Regions from separate parts of the Mus musculus genome. Here region 1 is linked to region 2. The links are chromatin contacts, called in public promoter capture Hi-C maps. All regions are on one chromosome and are shown on one strand. The core of a region is the stretch at or near the end of the contact, and the rest is flanking DNA. Distances in the headings are between cores, read along the strand shown.

Region 1 (2,700 bases), core at 167-2,666, 3.6 Mb before region 2:
AAAACTCCATGGCATTAAAACAATCTTAAAATCCTAGTTTATTTATAAAGGAGCAAGTTCCTATGTTTTAAACTCAAAAAAAAAAAAAAAAAAAAAAAGTCCTATGTACTAAAAACCGGGGGTGGGGGGTGGGGAAACATCAGAAATATTTAAAATTCTAGATCATTTCAATGATTGATTGAAACACTGTATATCCCCGTTGCCCAGTACAGCAGCCACCAGCCACACTTAGTTGTCTGTGCACGTGACATGTTTTAGTGTCGCCACTGATTTTAATTTTAAAGCATTATAATTTTTTTCAAATGTGGCTGGCAGCATACATAGTATGAATACCTCACAAGTCCACTAACTTAAAATCCAACTATCTAAACTCTGGAATCCCACCTCAAAACAGGGGCTCATTAGTAAGACAAGCAAGACCTGTTACCTACTCTCAGAAAATAAACACCTGGTTTGCCTTTATGTATTTGTCCCAACTCAGTACCACAATCAAGTGGCTAACACTGGGTTGAAAGGGAGTCTTGTACGGATAGTAATATATAAGTTTCTACCGTCGTCATACCTGAAGTAGGGGCTGATTGCAGCAAGAACGTTTCTATGACAGGAAAATGTTTTCCCGTGATCCACTTCCACTACAATGTCTGTCAACTGTCCTTCATCGTACATTGTTTTGAGTTGCTTAAGAATACTGCAAGCATGGAAAGGATCCATGGTATCGTTGGCTGTGTCTGAAGATGGAATCCCATTCGGTGTTGGGGAAGACTTACTTAAATCTAGGAGAAAAATCGCACAACCACAAGAAGTTCGAAGCCAGTTTACGGCATCGTGGGTTTTTTTCCCCCCCACCCCGTACACAAACGTCCGTGTGTGGGCACAGGAGCGCCGACACAGGCTCTAGGAGCCGAGAGCTCAACAAGGGCGAACAAGTTCCCAGGCCGGCGCGCTCCTCCGGAGCCCGGCGAGCCCGGACCGCCGCGCTCGCGGAGGGAGCGTGTGAGGCGAGCCAGCCGAGCCGGCAGCGGCGGCGATGCGCGGGGACTCGGCTCCGGGTCGAGCGCGGGACGGAAGGCTCCCGAGGGCAGCGCGATCGAGGGCGACTGCCAGGGCACCCCTCAACCGCCTCGCGGGCGGCCGGTACCCAGACGCCCCATCTTCGCGGGCGCGCCGCCCACCGCCCTCCTCCCCATTCATCCTCGCCTCCGCGCCCGCCGTCTCTCCATCCTTCCCTCCCGCCTTAAGGCCGCCGCTTCAGGTTGTGGCCGGCGCCCGCGCTCCTGCTTCCCTCCTCCGACACTGCGGGCGGCCGCACCACGCCACCCACCTGCCGACGCGGCCATTACTACAGGGGCCCCGGCTCCGGTTATTTAAAGAGGAAATGTCATTGCGTTTCGCTCGCTCCCGGGTTCCGGCTCTGCTAAGCGTTGCCTAGCCAATGAGGGTGGCTGACCGAGTCGGCTCCTCCCCGAGCCTCAAAATACCTGGCTCTGATTGGTCAGTGCGCGATTACCAGCGCGTCGGGAAATGTAGTTTTAAGGCCCCCGTTCCCGCGTGCTCCTAGTCGGACAGAGGCCCAAGCCGAGCATTTCTATTGGCTAGCTGGGCGGAGGAGCGCCCCGAGCCCGCCAGCCTGTGCCTTGAGATGCACAGCGCCCGCTGGGAAATGTAGTCATCTGGCTGAGGCGAACTGTCACTCTGAGGAGTGAGGTAGGAAAAGCTCTTATTGAGCAAATTTCCCCGGCAAGGGCCTCTCTCCTAGTCTCGACTCCACTTTAAAAATAATTGTCTTCATACCCCAAATTCCCTATCCGTGACTAGATTCTGGTATGAAAACGCGCTCTGCACGAGGGCTATGAAACTCCGAAAAGTTGGAAATGGTCAGGAGGGCTGTTATCCAAAAATACAAAGGATATAAGACAACCCCCCCCCCCCCAACACACACACACACACCATCGATAGGTCTCTGATGAGTCACCTGTAACGCCCACTTGAAATTGCATCCCCTTAGCCACATGCCCCGCTTTTCACAGATCAACTGGGTCTGGTTACATGGCCACTCAGGACCTGAATCCACTTGGCTTGCATTTCTAGCACACCAGGAAACACCTGTCACACCGAAGAGCGCTCGAGTACTCAAGGGAGACTCGGATAATTGATTTCCCCTGGGCTTCTTGAACGTGAAGAGGGCCTCCGGCTTTCCTGTGAAGAGATGCTGGAGAGAGGCTGAGCCTGGCGCTCCTCTGGACCGTGCTCAACCCTGGCTCTTGCACAAGCTCTTCCAGCCCTTGAACCTCTCTTATAACAGCGAGCACTCGGCATTCAGTCTACTTCATAGTTTTTTGCAAGAAAGCAGGGGTTTTATTGTTGACCTATTTTTTTTTCTTCTCCTATTGTGTGTGTGTGTGTGTGTGTGTGTCTGTCTGTCTGTCTGTCTGTCTGAGTCTCTGTGTGTGTGCATTTGTATCTGTGGTTTGGTGTTTTGTTTTGTTTTGTTTTGTTTGCACGAGTGGATGTACATGTTGGGGGGCGGTGCAGGTGCACGTGGAGGCCGGAGATTGGTGTCAGAAATCCTACAACGCTGCTTTTCTACCTTATACAGTGAAGCATGGTCTCTCAATCGAAACCCAGAGATATTAACTCTCTCTCTCTCTCTCTCTCTCTCTCTCTCTCTCTCTCTCTCTCTCTCTCTCTCTCTCGGCATGG
Region 2 (2,700 bases), core at 82-2,581:
TTCTAATTTGTAAGGAGGTAGGATGCAGCCTCTGGCTCTGAGATGTTTTAACAGACTTACGTGTAGTCTGCCTCGAAGCTCTCGGTCATTTCTCATTTTCACATAAATTCGCTCATCCAGGCTGAGCCTGATCAGATCCAGGGGCTCCTCTACGGTATTGGTGGTCTGTTGCTGAGGAAAGGCAAAGGCTTACTCATAGGATACAGAGGCCGGGTGGTGTTTCAATCACTGGTCAGCTGAGAGAGCAGCATGTGGGTGCTAGTACACAACCAGGGTTGTCTCCAAGATCAGCAAGCGCTCTTATCTGCCAAGCCACCTCTCCAGCCCCAATAAATCCCCATTAAGGAACTTACACTCTAGTTGTGGAAGAAACACTTTAAATAAATACATATTTAAAACAACATGCTCTGGAGAGAAACACAGTAGGGTAGCACGTACGTACGTACATACGTGTGTGTGTGTGTGTGTGTGTGTGTGTGTGCAGGGGCTATACATATTTAAAACAACATGCTCTGGAGAGAAACACAGTAGGGTAGCACGTACGTACGTGTGTGTGTGTGTGTGTGTGTGTGTGTGTGTGTGTGTGTGCAGGGGCTGTGTGTGCATGTGAGGGTGTGAAAGACATTTTGGTGGCCAAGGTACACCAGCTACCTAAGAAATAGGGAAGGGTAGGTGCAGAGGCCCGTAGGCCCTTCTGTTGGCCTGTGTACCAGATCTTTGCTTGTTTTCTTCATACTCCATCTCTAGCAGTTTCTCCATCTCCTAGAACTGCACCTTTCCTCTGACCTCCCCTCGTAATTCACTCCAAGGGAACCACTGCCTGTGCCCCCCGTGTTCACTCGGATTGCTAAACTGGTGTCCTGCTACGACCTCCCGCTTTCTGTCGGAATCCCGACAGCTAGCTCCCAGAGATGGGCATCTCCAGCCGCCTGCATTCATTCTACAGAGAAAGGGCGACGACGAGCGCGATGGGTAGACGGGCGGGTTGAGAAACTCTGGGCCTACGGAGGTTTCAGGAGCAGGCCCGGCTACGGAAGGCCGTGGTGACTCGGAAAAAAAGAAAAGGGCCATCCCACGGGAAGCGTGGAAAAAGCGAGAAGCGAAAGCATTTCCTCTTCGAACGCCTCAGGTCAAACTTACCTGATCTACGTCGTCCGCCATGTTTCAAACGCTGCGCCCTTTCCACCTCTCGCGGGAACAGGAACTCAGAAACCTTAGGCCGCCACGCACTGAAGGCGAACTATATTATTTTTGTCCCTTCGCGCCCTCGTAGTTTGCATGGGGGCGGGGCTTCCTTCGAGGGCGTGGTCCTACCCTGGGCTGGGGGCGCGGCCAGGCGTGGCCCGCCTCCGGGCGGGGCGGGCACGCGGAGACCTGCGGCGTCCTGCGCGGTAGTCCCGAGGAACGCCTCTGGCTAGCATGGCCCCAAAGCGCACCGCAGACGGAAGGCGGCGGAAGCGGGGCCAGAAAACCGAGGACAACAAAGTAGCCCGGCACGAGGAGAGCGTTGCGGGTGAGAGGCCGAGTCTGCAACATGCCAGGCAGTGGTGGCTGAGGCTGGTGCGGGCGGCGGAGCGGATCTGCGCCTGTGGCAAGGTCTCCACGGCCGGGTGCGCGGCGTCCCCGAGGGCCTCTGCTATCAGCCTTAAACCCCTCTGTTAACCATTAGAGCCAAGTTCAGCCTCTAAGCAAGTGTTGAAGGCTGAGCAGCAGAAAGCTTCGCAGTTACCAGGTGTCTCAAGGAGACCCCAAAACCAAGACGGAGGGAGACTCTAGTGCGTGCGAGATCTCTCTCCAAATTCCCGACTGCCATCCAGTGTAACTCCAGAGTTTAGGATGTGCTTTGTTGTTGTTGCTTTGTTTTTCCGGACAAGGTTTCTCTGTGTAGCCCTGGCTGTTCTGGATCTTACTTTGTAGACCGGGTTGGCCTCAAACTCAAGAGATCCACCTGTCTCTGCCTCCCTAGAGCTAGGATTAACCCGTGTCTGCCACTGCGCCCTGGCTAGAATGCGCTTCTTACCTAGATCTTGAACAAAGCAAAACTTCCATCTTCCCTCTTAAACAAATCCATCCTCCAGTTGTTCCATTTCAATAAATCACACCTTTTCTTAACTGCCAGTTCGGCAGCAAGTCCAGTCAGCTTCGGAACCAATGAAATCTGTACCTAATTCTCTTTAATTTTATAGCTGGAGATCCTGTCCACAATTGAGTAAGTGAACTTCACGTTGCTTCTTTTCTGGCTTCCTCTCATCTGTCTGCCTCAGGTCATCATCTAGCAGCCAAACGGATGTAGAACAACAAAACCTCATGCCTCTGTCTTCTTATCTAAAACCCCCTCAGACTTGCGCTCTGCAAGTATAGCATCTTCCTCACTTAGCTGGTTTCCTACAGGATTTAGAGGCTGTCACAATTCTGTCTCCTTTCCAAATATTCTTGTTTTGATTTTTTCCTGTTTATTTTAAACAGCAGGCTGGCCTAGAAATCTGGATCTTTCCGTTTCAGATATTCTTATTTTGATTTTTTTTTTTCCTGTTTATTTAAACAGCTGGCTGGTCTAGAAGTCTGACTTCCGGTCTAATCCTCCTGATCACAGGGATTGCAGATGCCTGGTTCTTTAGTGACCTGCTTTCTGCTCTTTAGATATGCTGTATATTTATCTGGAGGCTGGCCTTTGGTGTTTCTTTGGCTTAGAATGTTCAT

Evidence for each region. Promoter capture Hi-C pulls out the DNA fragments that hold promoters and counts their contacts.
Region 1: a promoter capture Hi-C map of pre-B cells shows a contact between it and region 2. The contact joins the promoter of Kbtbd8 here to the promoter of Xpc in region 2. A contact is called at or near these places in 1 of 39 promoter capture datasets (pre-B cells) and 1 of 484 Hi-C or Micro-C datasets (CD8 T cells).

The regions. Positions count from the first base shown.
Region 1 is chr6:95,116,596-95,119,295 of GRCm38.p6, reverse strand. Kbtbd8 (kelch repeat and BTB (POZ) domain containing 8) reads right to left here and starts at 1,416. Exons shown (of 4, transcript NM_001008785.5): 1 at 1,322-1,416; 2 at 563-773. The coding sequence starts at 1,337. It overlaps Kbtbd8os (kelch repeat and BTB (POZ) domain containing 8, opposite strand), which reads left to right and starts at 1,665. Exons shown (of 2, transcript NR_153843.1): 1 at 1,665-1,704.
Region 2 is chr6:91,514,519-91,517,218 of GRCm38.p6, reverse strand. Xpc (xeroderma pigmentosum, complementation group C) reads left to right here and starts at 1,331. Exons shown (of 16, transcript NM_009531.2): 1 at 1,331-1,513. The coding sequence starts at 1,420. Lsm3 (LSM3 homolog, U6 small nuclear RNA and mRNA degradation associated) reads right to left here and starts at 1,184. Exons shown (of 4, transcript NM_026309.2): 1 at 1,141-1,184; 2 at 61-171. The coding sequence starts at 1,161.